Regions from separate parts of the Mus musculus genome. Here regions 1, 2 and 3 are each linked to region 4. A link is a contact called in public HiCAR-type and HiChIP or PLAC-seq data. All regions are on one chromosome and are shown on one strand. Each heading gives the region's core, a stretch centred on a gene start, on an enhancer-like site or on the middle of the called end of the contact. The rest is flanking DNA. Distances are from core to core; before and after follow the strand shown.

Evidence for each region. HiCAR-type assays count read pairs that join an accessible place to other places. HiChIP or PLAC-seq counts read pairs in DNA pulled down with a chosen protein or histone mark.
Region 1: an H3K4me3 HiChIP or PLAC-seq map of neural tube shows a contact between it and region 4, with 6 times the contacts expected there. The contact joins the promoter of Marchf6 here to the promoter of Snhg18 in region 4. A contact is called at or near these places in 2 of 39 promoter capture datasets (the C10 cell line and pre-B cells), 3 of 484 Hi-C or Micro-C datasets (Sertoli cells and embryonic stem cells) and 4 of 115 datasets of contacts at active chromatin or transcription factors (astrocytes, embryonic limb bud, neural tube and 1 more).
Region 2: a contact with region 4 is called in a HiCAR-type map of astrocytes, with 2.3 times the contacts expected there. The contact joins the promoter of Ropn1l here to the promoter of Snhg18 in region 4. A contact is called at or near these places in 2 of 39 promoter capture datasets (both in the 3T3-L1 cell line) and 4 of 115 datasets of contacts at active chromatin or transcription factors (astrocytes, forebrain, large pre-B cells and 1 more).
Region 3: an H3K4me3 HiChIP or PLAC-seq map of embryonic limb bud shows a contact between it and region 4, with 5 times the contacts expected there. The contact joins the enhancer-like site here to the promoter of Snhg18 in region 4. A contact is called at or near these places in 8 of 39 promoter capture datasets (the 3T3-L1 cell line, 3T3-L1-derived adipocytes, the C10 cell line and 3 more), 1 of 484 Hi-C or Micro-C datasets (large pre-B cells) and 8 of 115 datasets of contacts at active chromatin or transcription factors (craniofacial prominence, embryonic basal ganglia, embryonic forebrain and 5 more).

The regions. Positions count from the first base shown.
Region 1 is chr15:31,529,729-31,532,428 of GRCm38.p6, forward strand. It overlaps Marchf6 (membrane associated ring-CH-type finger 6), which reads right to left and starts at 1,309. Exons shown (of 26, transcript NM_172606.2): 1 at 1,075-1,309. The coding sequence starts at 1,093. It overlaps Gm41287 (a long non-coding RNA gene), which reads left to right and starts at 1,376. Exons shown (of 3, transcript XR_875101.3): 1 at 1,376-2,209; 2 at 2,387-2,700.
Region 2 is chr15:31,452,339-31,455,038 of GRCm38.p6, forward strand. Ropn1l (ropporin 1-like) reads right to left here and starts at 1,351. Exons shown (of 5, transcript NM_145852.2): 1 at 1,075-1,351. The coding sequence starts at 1,205. Gm49208 (a long non-coding RNA gene) reads left to right here and starts at 1,333. Exons shown (of 2, transcript XR_003951491.1): 1 at 1,333-1,574; 2 at 2,342-2,700.
Region 3 is chr15:31,587,889-31,590,588 of GRCm38.p6, forward strand. It overlaps Cmbl (carboxymethylenebutenolidase-like (Pseudomonas)), which reads left to right. Exons shown (of 6, transcript NM_181588.4): 5 at 280-371; 6 at 1,796-2,231. The coding sequence ends at 1,975. Among named protein-coding and RNA genes, the nearest start is that of Cct5, 13 kb to the right of the region's middle. Within about 2 kb of position 1,328, at least 46 of the 459 cell types and tissues checked have an H3K27ac peak or open chromatin away from gene starts, as enhancers often do.
Region 4 is chr15:32,243,274-32,245,973 of GRCm38.p6, forward strand. It overlaps Snhg18 (small nucleolar RNA host gene 18), which reads right to left and starts at 1,389. Exons shown (of 2, transcript NR_038186.1): 1 at 1,109-1,389. Sema5a (sema domain, seven thrombospondin repeats (type 1 and type 1-like), transmembrane domain (TM) and short cytoplasmic domain, (semaphorin) 5A) reads left to right here and starts at 1,540. Exons shown (of 23, transcript NM_009154.2): 1 at 1,540-2,026.

The sequences.
Region 1 (2,700 bases), core at 59-2,558, 710 kb before region 4:
GCTTGATGGTTCGATTGCATGTAAAGTCGGTAAAATAAAGCCTGAGGTTGAAAAGAACGCTCATTCGAACAAGAATATATCTAAACAGTAAGTATCTGCACTAGTAAGTACATGATCAATAATTTCCTCTACAGACTCACTAATACATCAGTGCCTCTAAAAACTGCTTTAAAACACTTTGCCACAACGTCAGGTAAGCGGCTGCTTTCTACACCCATGTGGCTGCTTTTCTTTCGTGTTCTCTGCTAATTCAAAACAACCGCATCCAAAGTACACGTCCACAAACAAAACAAACAAACCCTTGCTTTGTGGTGACAAGGATTTAGAAGAAACCTAAATATTCGCCTTTCCCTCCTCCAATAGTCTCTAGAAACCGTCCCCTCTCGGGTCTGGTCAGTGCAGTTAGGGTAAGGCAAACAGAGAGCAAGATTTTGCAGCAGGGGTCAGTTCAGTCCACTCAGCAGTCGTCACCTCGCGGGGTATTTTCCGCGAAGTTTCAAAGTCAACAAAGAAGTTGTGTGGCAGAGGTTGGGCCTACAGGACAACAGCAAACAGACTCGAACACGGAGGGGGGAAAAACGAGTGGGGGAGGGGAGTGGAAACGCCCCCGGACTTCGCACTGCGGCCCCCTCCTCCGCGGACCGCGGGATGGCGGTGGCCGGGGCCCCGATCTTCCACACCGTCAAGTCCCCGGCAGCCCCACGCCTCGGGCACCCTATGGTCTCCAGCGCCCCACTTCCCGACATCCCCATGTCTCGAGCACCCCACGTCGCGACACCCCCACGTCCGGGATGTCCCACGTCCCGGCACCCCACGTCTCGGACACCGAAGTCCTGGCACCCCAGTGTCCCAGCCGAGGCTGAGTCCTCGTCGCCCGCGGGAACCGGCGGGGGGCGCGCAGAGGGTCACCTTCCGATCCGAGCCCGCTGGAGGACCAGCTCGAGCCGCGCGCTCGCCCGCCCGCCCGCCCGCCCGCCCGCCGGGCAAGCAAACTGCCCGCGGGATCCGCCGCGAGCGCCTCGGCCCGACTGGAGCGCGGGCGCCGCTGCAAGGGCGCGGGCGCCGCCGCCTCACCTTCCTCGGCGGTGTCCATCTTGTCTGGGGGGCGGCGGTGACGCAGCCGCGAGGCGCCCGCGACCCGGCAGAGCCTCGGGGCCCGAAGGGAAAGGCGGGCGGGCGGGCGGGAGGAGTGGAGGAGGAAGAGGACGCGGGCCGGGCAAGTGCGTGCGCTCGGGTGCGAGAGGAAGCCGGTCGCGGGCGAGGGGGACAGGGACAGCGACTGACAGAAAGCGAGCGCCGGGGAGGGGGGAGGGGCGCGCGGCCGAGCGACGGGCCTGGGCGGGGCGCGCGGCGGAAAAGGCGGGGCGCCGGAGCGCTGCGCGTCACATCCGGCGCGCGCCTTCGCTCGCGCTCGCGCCGGGCTCGCGGAGGCGGGGGCGGGGTGCGAAACACGGCCTGACTGGTGGCGAAGGCTGCGCGCGGGATGGAGACTGAAAACCTAGAGGCAGGCGGCAGGCACCTCGCGGAGGGGCGGCTGCGGCGGCGGCGGCGCGGGCGCGTTCCGGGACAAAAGGAACGCGGAGCGGCGGGAGCGAGCCCGGCGCGCACGCCCGCCCGCCCGCCGGAGCGGGTGTGGGGGACAAAGGGTCCCAGCTTGGGGTACCCGACCGCCACTCCCGGGGCGTTCAGAGTCGGCCCCGGAACGAGCATTTTTGGTTCCGCTCTTGAGTGGTTCTGAGGCACGTCTGAAAGAATTACAGAAGCATCCCTAAGATGGAAAAAGACGAGCATCCAGGTTATCAGAATCTCTCCTGGGGAGGCTTATGCAATTGAGTGGAAAGACCACGTCTTCACAGCTGAAAGCCAACATTGAATCTACCTCTAAGGGAAATGGGTTCAGATGGCGACACAATTAAGGGAAGCTTACCTGGCCAGAACTAAATGGCTGATGAAAGAATGATGAAAGACTCAGACCTGCTCGCATCAGTAGGCCACCTTCCTCACATAATCCTTAGAGCTTTCTCTAAATAAGATAGTACAGATTAGAAGAAAAGTGTTTCCAACCCGGATGCTTAAACGTGCACATAACGGAAAGTAGATTCAAGAAACGGAATTTTGGCCGGGCAGAGGTGGTGCATGCCCTTAATCCCAGCACTTGGGAGGCAGAGGCAGGTGGATTTCTGAGTTGGAGGCCAGTCTGATCTACAGAGTGAGTTCCGGGACAGCCGGGACTACAGGGCTACACAGAGAAACCCTGTCTCAAAAAACCAAAAAAAAAAAAAAAAAAAAAAAGTTATGTGACTGTTTTTGTTTTAACCCCAGGTGTGGGATATGGGGCTGCTTCAGATGGGCCACAACCGTTAACTATGATTGTCTCGTACTCTAGGAGGGGAGTGATCTAAATGGCAGTCTCCAGAGCAGTGGGAGGTGCTTTGAGGAAGAAGAAGTGGGGAGAGGAGGAGGAGGCAGAAGAGAAGGAGGAAGCAGAAGAGGAGGAGGAGGTTTTTGGTTCCTGCTGCTCCTGTTGCTGTTGCTTAATGAGACGTTGGAGATGCCCTGTTGTGGAAGATTGGACTGATCTCAAGAAACTCAATGCCCCTAATGATCAGGAGTAGTCAAAAAGGTCTACATCCCCCTTTCCCTCTAACCTTCCTTCTCTTCTACCTTGATGTACTAGAACACAATAGAATAGACCAAAAA
Region 2 (2,700 bases), core at 101-2,600, 790 kb before region 4:
AGATGCAGAACTGTTGACCTAAAAGTCCAGGCCCCGGTTACAATGCTGTGGCTTGGTGGATTCACACCTATTCATAGTTGTTCCCTCATCGGCAGTCTAATGAATCAGGGATTTCTTGTGTAAGGCTTCAAAAAAACTCTCTCTGTAGTATTAATAAATGTGCCAATAGGGGCGGAGACTTGAAGTGCAAATAAACTTTCATAAAGACACCCTAGCCCTTCTCTCTAAGGCTCGAGCATATGTAATATCGCTGAGGGGTTATTGAGAGAACTGACAAAGGGACCGCTGGGCTCACAGGTGACCCTGACGGAGCTAAGTAAGACATCCAGGTCCTGTCCCCTGAAGCCCCGTGAGAGGTACTCTACATGGCAAGCGTCTTTGCACAATTAAGGACTTTAGATGGGGGAAACTATCCTGAAGAAACGGTATGGCTCCTAAATGTATCACAGGACTCCTCAGGAGAGGAAGGCAGAAGAGAACCCACGGATTGTAGAAGGGCCAGGAAGTTCCAACAGCCGAGTCTGATATGGAAGCAGCCACCCCAAACGCCTGTTGCCTGCTCCAGATGTTTTGTTGCTTTTACCTCCAGAGCTGTCGTTTTTTAAAAGTCGAGTTGTTAAAACAGCCAAAAGTAACGAAACCACCTTAGCTAATATAGTTCAGAGAAAGTTAGCAAATTTTGGCTAAAAATAGTTATTCTCGTGATTTAAAAAGTGGCACAGTTCTCTTGTAAAACCGAAAGAATGAGTGTTAAGATTATAATGGTCAGGCCCTTGAAAGGGTTCCTGTCCTTGTTTCTAGAGTGTGAAGGTTCGCTAGCTGTGAGCTGTGCTGGACAATTTTCTCAGGTGGCAGCTTTCACATACCTCTGCCTCATTTGGGGGTGGGTGGGGGCATAATTCAGTTGTTCTGGGCGGTTTCATTTATAACATCCCTGTAACTGATTTTTTTTTTTTTTTAAACTCAGCGGAGCCACTTTTTGCCCCGCGGTTGGTGTGCAAGCTTTGTTAGTCTACACCCACAACGTCGGCGTCTGTACTCGGTAACGGGGTGAGGTTCCCTGGCCGGCCTTACCCCGCCGACCACTGCAGCACGTCCGCCGGCTGCGTACGGATGGCAGCCTTGGTGAACTGCTTGAGGATGTCCGGCAGCTCCGGGGGGATGTGGATCTGCTGCGCGCAGAACATGGTGTCGGGCAGCGGCATCGTTCTGGGGAGACCGCGGCGGCCTGGGACGTTGTGCTGCGGGGAGGAGAGGCAGGGTCAGCGCAGCGGGCGGCGGGGAGGGACTGCTCCGCCCCCTCAGGAAACTGAGGCCCAACCGCCCAGAGCGGATAGAGCACGCGATTGTGGCGTGCGGTCTCCAGGCAACCCGAGCTGCGCATGCGCACAGCCTCAGCAAACAAGGGGCGGACGTCCGGCTGGCCTCTGTGACCAACGAGTGACCACAGAGCGGAGAGCGCCATAAAACAGCTTGTTTTCCTAAAACGCGGAGGTTGCGCTAATCCGAACCCCAAGAGGTCTCGACCAGGGTCTCGGCTTGGCGTGTGACTCCATTTGGTCCACACACCCACTGTATGAATACACATTTCCAAACCAAAGCAGCTTGGCAAAAAAACATTTAGTTAATAGAATGGGAAAACAAGGACTCTCAGACACTGTTGACAGAAATGAGCGTTTATCTGGGGACTACAGGATTTTCTAACGACTTAGCAATATTTATCCTAAGGGGGGGGATAGGCATAAGGAGTAAATAATAATGCCTATTATGTAGCTTGGTAGGTTAACTTTTATTAAAACCTCTATCATGGTCTCCAAAGAAAAACAACACAATCGGGTAAAACCAACAGAGTTAAAATCTGATGTGGGGACTGCGAGACTCGCAAGGCTGGGGTTCATTTGAGCTGGGAATTGGAGACCAGCCTGGGCAACATTTAGCGCTTCAAGAAGCAACAAGTCTGTTCCCACCCACACCACCACCACCACCACCACCACCACCACCACCACCACCACCACCACCACCACCACCACCACCACCACATGACTGGTGAAGCGGAAAAGATTGTAAAACAATCTGGGTGTGCAGGTGTCTGTTCCTTTTATTCTTAAAAGTCTCAGGTATAAATTGTGACAATTCAGCTTTTGTTTTCTTAAGTGAATTATATTTTGCTGTTGTATCTAAAAAAAAAAAAAAAAAAAAAGTGAGCCTAGCCTACATTGACCTTTTTTTTCCCTACATAAGTTACTATTAGTTCGTTTGTACAGTATCTGTAGTGTGAATGTTTGCTTTTCATTCTGTTACCAGTCCAAATACTTCACTTTTTTTTTTTTTTTAATTTCAGCATCCATGCCCCGTTGTGTGGAATCCACTGAATACATACGGAAGTGTCTGCTTTACCAGATACACTATGGCAAGGAAATGGCCACCTAAGCAAAATGGGTGTGGTTCCTGAGCAAGAAGCTCCTTCCTCCTCCAAGTACATCCTAAAGCATAAATGAACGAGCCGAAAGAAAGTCTTAGGCACGGTTGTATAAGCAAAGGAGATTAAAGAAAACAAAACAAAATAAAAAAACCCAACGCAATGGCTAAACAACATAAAGTGATGCAGAGGGGCCTGTGCCTTGCTGACAGTCTACCCATGGTTTTAAAGGCTTGCAGAGTAGCAGCAGGAGGCTGATGGAGGACTAGGTGTGTATGTGT
Region 3 (2,700 bases), core at 78-2,577, 660 kb before region 4:
GTTCCTCAAGTTCCCTGGCCAGCCAGTGTGCAGAAATCCCTGAGCTCAAAGCTCAATGAGATCCTATGGTGAAAACGAGGAGTGACTTTAAGATACCTGGCCTCCACACTCACAGACACAGGTGCACTAGACCCCATGTGGGCATGCACAAGAAAGCATGCATACCACTTCCACCCCTAACACATGGAAGCAGGTCTCTGACCACATGGTCTACTTTGCAAAACCATACCGAATTCAGGCAGCTTTCTGCAGAAGTCAATGCCCCTCAACTCTTTCTAGGTATCATCAGAGATTCTGAAGATGTTTATAATTTGAAGAACCCAACGTTGTTTATTTTTGCAGAAAATGACACTGTGATTCCACTTGAGCAGGTGAGTAGGCAGCCCTTCATTTGCATATCTAATTGCATAGCATGACATCTTTAGAGAAAGTTTTTTTTTTTTTTAAGATTTATTTATTGGTTATATGTAAGTACACTGTAGCTGTCTTCAGACACTCCAGAAGAGGGAGTCAGATCTCGTTATGGATGGTTGTGAGCCACCATGTGGTTGCTGGGATTTGAACTCCAGACCTTCGGAAGAGCAGTCGGGTGCTCTTACCCACTGAGCCATCTCACCAGCCCGAGAAAGTTTTTTTGTTGTTGCTTTTTTGAGACATGGTTTCTCTGTGTACCCCCTGGCTGTCCTGGAACTCACTCTGTAGACCAGGCTGGCCTTGAAATCAGAAATCTGCCTGCCTCTGCCTTCCAAGTGCTGGGATTACAGGGGTGCGCCACCACTGCCTGGCCGAGAAAGTTTTTAAGAACTAGTTTATTGGTTTTCCAATGATGAACATTTACTGATGGAACTTAAGCCCCGAATGGATCTGTTCAGAATGGCAGCTGAAGGATGTATGTGTTCCTGGTACAGCCTGTTCACTGTGAATGGTTTCCATGGTAATCCACCAGTTACCATAGCCTGAGATGGATTTATTAAGCACAGGAAGATGGTTAGGAAAGTCTAAGTTAAAAGTGGCCATTTGTCAATAAGTCTTAACTAAGATCTCAATACAAATAATTTGCAATAGTCCTAAACTTAAAATCATTTGGTTTGCTTTACTATGGATAATAGTAACACACAGCAGGCCAAGTTTGAATTTGGATCTTTTTCTGGTCTAGTCACCCATGTGTATGGTCTCCGGTTGATAGCTGGGGCAAAGTGCATCTCCCCAGTAGCCCCATAGTCACTAGGGAAATGAGCAATGGTCTCAAAGGGCTGTGCTTGGCTAAGCTAGGATGGTCAGTAGGGCAGCTACAGTGAAAGCCTACCCCACCCTGTGCTGCGGAGGATGGAAGCTTCAAGCATGCCAAGAATGTGTTTTTCTCAGACAAGGATCTCATTATGCAGACCATGCTGGCCTCAGAGATCTGCCTTTCAACTGCAGGCGTTAAAAATGTACGCCACCACGACTTATAAAATTCTGACCTACGGTAGATGTTGGGTCTCAGCTCGTGTAAATCCAAGAGCTTCTAGGGCTGATATGGAGGAGCCATTACGATGCTCTGCAACTCCTCAAAGTGGCCAGGAACTGTTAAAGACAACTCAATGGCTGTGGAGCCTGTTCACTGTCAACTATTGCAATAGGACTCCTTCTCAGTGCAGTGGTGGATGCCATCCACCAGCACTTGGAGGGAAAATAGGAAGCCAGCTCAGTTTACATATTGAGTAAATTCTAGACACCTAGGGCTTTGTAGAGACCAAAGGGCTAAGGTCACATTACCCTCACATTTTTATATATCAACCCCCTCCCATATTAGGTTTCTACACTGACCCAGAAGCTTAAAGAACACTGCATAGTTAATTACCAAGTTAAAACGTTTTCTGGGCAAACTCATGGCTTTGTGCATCGGAAGAGAGAAGACTGCTCCCCTGCTGACAAGCCCTACATCGAGGAGGCAAGGAGGAACCTAATTGAATGGCTGAACAAGTATGTCTAACAGCACCCAAGCACAAGGCAGCTGTTGCCCAAATTTGCCTGAATAATTAACCATCTCTTACTATCCATGATAGCATGACTGTTAGGGGAACTGGGGGCAATTCAGGGACCAGCTAGATTCTCAGATATGGCCTTACATTGGTAATTCAAGTGTTAAAATGTACAAAACCAGGAAGAGCAGTTGTCACTATGTATATTCAACTTCCCCTAATGAGCAGTGTCGACATTCAACCTAATAAAGTGATTTTTAAAACTTGTGAATGCGTAGCTTCACTTTTAAACACTTGTGTCTACATGCCTTTGTGGAGGTCAGAGTTTAACTTGTGGCAATCTTTCCACCACATGGGTCTGAGAAATCACGGGTTACGGGGGCTTGGCGGCACCCCCACCCTGAAGCACCCTGGAGAACAGAAAATGTAAGATTATCATCCTGCTGTGTCCATCAAATTGGTGGAGTGGGAGCAGACTGCACTGCCAAGGAAGGGCCTCCAGACTTAATCAGCTAAGTTCTACTTTTCACAGGATCCACCAAGACAGGTAATTGCTAGGCTGCATGGGCTCTGACCTCCAAGGCAGGCTCAAATTATGACATCCAGCCAAAAAGGTACGTATGCTTCAATTGCTCTCTGAGCATATGCCCAAAGCACAGAACTGTCCAAGCCAGTTCTGACTGGCACCTGAGCTAACTGGCCATTGTCCGAAACTTGGGAGGAACAAGAGGATTCA
Region 4 (2,700 bases), core at 139-2,638:
GAAGCCTATTAACTTTTCCGGGCAAGATCTAGAAGCCAGGAGCTGCCACCCCAGAGCTGGAAGCCAGCCAAGCATCTGTAGTAGATGTTTCCCAAACAAGCCCTAGAAGACATCTGCGTTGGGGCCATACTTTTCAGGCTCCACAATTGTAGACACAGCACACTCTGGGGTTGACATAGCCTCCAATGGACTCTTTCAAAAATGGTTTCGCCTAATTCTTTCATTTGAAGGTGACAGACACAACAAATTGGTGGCAACTTGTGCTTCTATTCACCTCCTCTTGAATCTCTGTGGTCCTGGATGAGCGGTGACACATTCCAGCTATTACCCGGTCCCTGTTTAGCATCATGGAACCCTCACAGAGGCCCCGAACTGTCACCGGCGCCCCTATCCCCTACCAGGGCACATTTGCAACCTGCCAATACCAGGATGTGATTGTGGCAAATGGGAACATCCTTAGGTCTTGCAGCTAAGAAACTCATTGATGAGGTTCCTTATGCAAAAGCACCCGAGGCCACCAACAAGGCCCGATATGGGAGGAAAACCTGAAGACATCGTTCCTTTACCCTATCCTGAGGGAAAAGGATCGCCAAGCATGGCTGTAGGGGCAGGGATCCACGGTTTCTGACTTTATCCTGTAATTTCCCCTCTTCACAACCTTGTATGTTGTTTAGAACTTGGTGAGTTGATCACTTCCTTAGAAGGAGAACTGAACAACGCGTCAATAAAGCTGCCTTCCCAAGGCATTTACTTTGCGTTCCAAGATAAACTTTTTGCCCCCATGCTCACTCAGTAAACTCCCAAGATACTTGCGGAGTACCAATTAGCCCAGCTGTTTCTGTCCATGAGGTAACCCTCTCCTAATTCCCATTAGGGCTACTTGGGAACCTCTTGCTCTATTTCCTTGGATGGCAGATTTATTCATTTCTCTGATCTATCCTTTTCAAGAACTGAGAGCCTTGCTGGGCCCAGCTCGCCTGTAAGAATCCGCGGCGGGCCCCTCACCACCCCCAAAGCACACCCCAGTCTTCTTATGATGACACAGAAGAACTGAATCTTAAACTTCCACTTTCTTCCCACCCGCGATCCGCCGGGGGCACGCACTTACCTGGAGCTTAGGCAGGCCTAGCAGACGCCACGTCTCTGGTTTGGGTTGAACTGCCTCCAGCCCTTTATACAGCCCATCCTGCAAAGTAGCCACGTAGGAGCCACCGGGCAAGGGGCGGGTAGCCAAAGAAGGTCTCTTCCAGGCGAGGAAGGGAGTTCGAAAAAAGTCACCAGTTGGGTGAGCTTGCACTCTGGTGGCACAAATAGAACTCCTGGGGTGTGTAGAGAGCCCCCTGGGGAGTGTTTGGGGGTCCCATCTCGGGAAGAGGCGGGGCTAGAGGAGGGGCCTGGGAAGGTCAGGGGTGGGTGGGGCGCTCAGTTTGCACGCGGGAGGGGCGGAGTAGGGGAGGTGCGGCGGAGGGGGCGGGGCGGGGGCGGGGCGAGGCGAGGCGGTCCTGTGCTCCCCGCCCCGAGCTCTGGGCCCGCTCACCCAGCGCTGGTCTACTCGCTAGGAAGGCGGCGTCAGCAGCGGCTGCTCACGCTGTGCCCACTCCCGCGCGCGCTGCGCTCCCGCCGCGGGTGGGCTCCTCAGCCCTTGGCTGACGGTGGCCCCAGCCTTGTGGCGACCTCTGTATCCCACCTTCCCACTGCGGGGGCGTCCCGGCACGTGCAATCCTTTTTGGGGGTGTTCTTGGTTCCCACGCGCAGCTACTAAGCAGAGGGTACCCAACTTTGCCACCTCACCGGTCGCCCTCTCTCGGCGCGAGCCTGTCCACTCAGCTGCACAACTGGAGACTCCGGCAGACTAGCTGGTCCCCAGCCTGGCGCGCTGCGAGAGGAGGATAGCTCTGGAGAAGTGGCGGGGTGCAGTGGTGGCGGCTGCCTCGACTTCCCTCGTAGTACACTGAAGAGGACCCTTGGAGCAGCTCCGGGCCCCGGGGCGCTGGATGACTAGCAGGAGGAACGCGCCCGGCATCTGGTGAGCTCTCTCCCCGCAGAGTCCCTGAGTGTCATAGCTGAGACCCTGCACGTGTGAACTGGACTCGGCACTGGTCCATTTGCGGGTGGTGTAAGTCTCTGGTAGGGTCACTCTGCAGACACCTGGGTGGGGACAACCTGGCAGAGGCGCGTGCAGGACTACCATCAAAGCGGGGGCGGTCGCAGTGGAGATAGTGCACGGGCTGGAAGTTTGTGTCTTAGCCTTTCCCTGGATACGAGCGTGGATTGAGAAGGTCCGGGTGTGCGACCGGTCAGTGGGCAAGCCTGCACCTCGGCCAGCACCTTTCAGGTACCCGTGGAGATCTGTGTGCGTAATCCGCGCTAGGCCAGGCTTGCTTGGTGGGATCTGGAACCGGGATTGGTGGTCGGAATCGCCTACCTCCCTGCACGGTGGACTAGGGGACATTTATTTTCCTGCTCTCTGCACAGGGGCTCTGCGGTGTTCGTGAAAATCTGGGGTTAGTGGGACCAGGGCACAACTCCGCCAGGGTGTTTTGCTGAGGAAGACTAAGGCAGGGATGGCGAAGCCTGGGGCTTCAGCAGGATGAGCTCCAATCGCAGAGCCCCCGTCTGCGGGCAGCCCAGCCGCACGCATTTCATACCCGGGTTCACGGTCTGGGGCCAGGAGAAGATCGGTGCTCAGGATATTCCGAG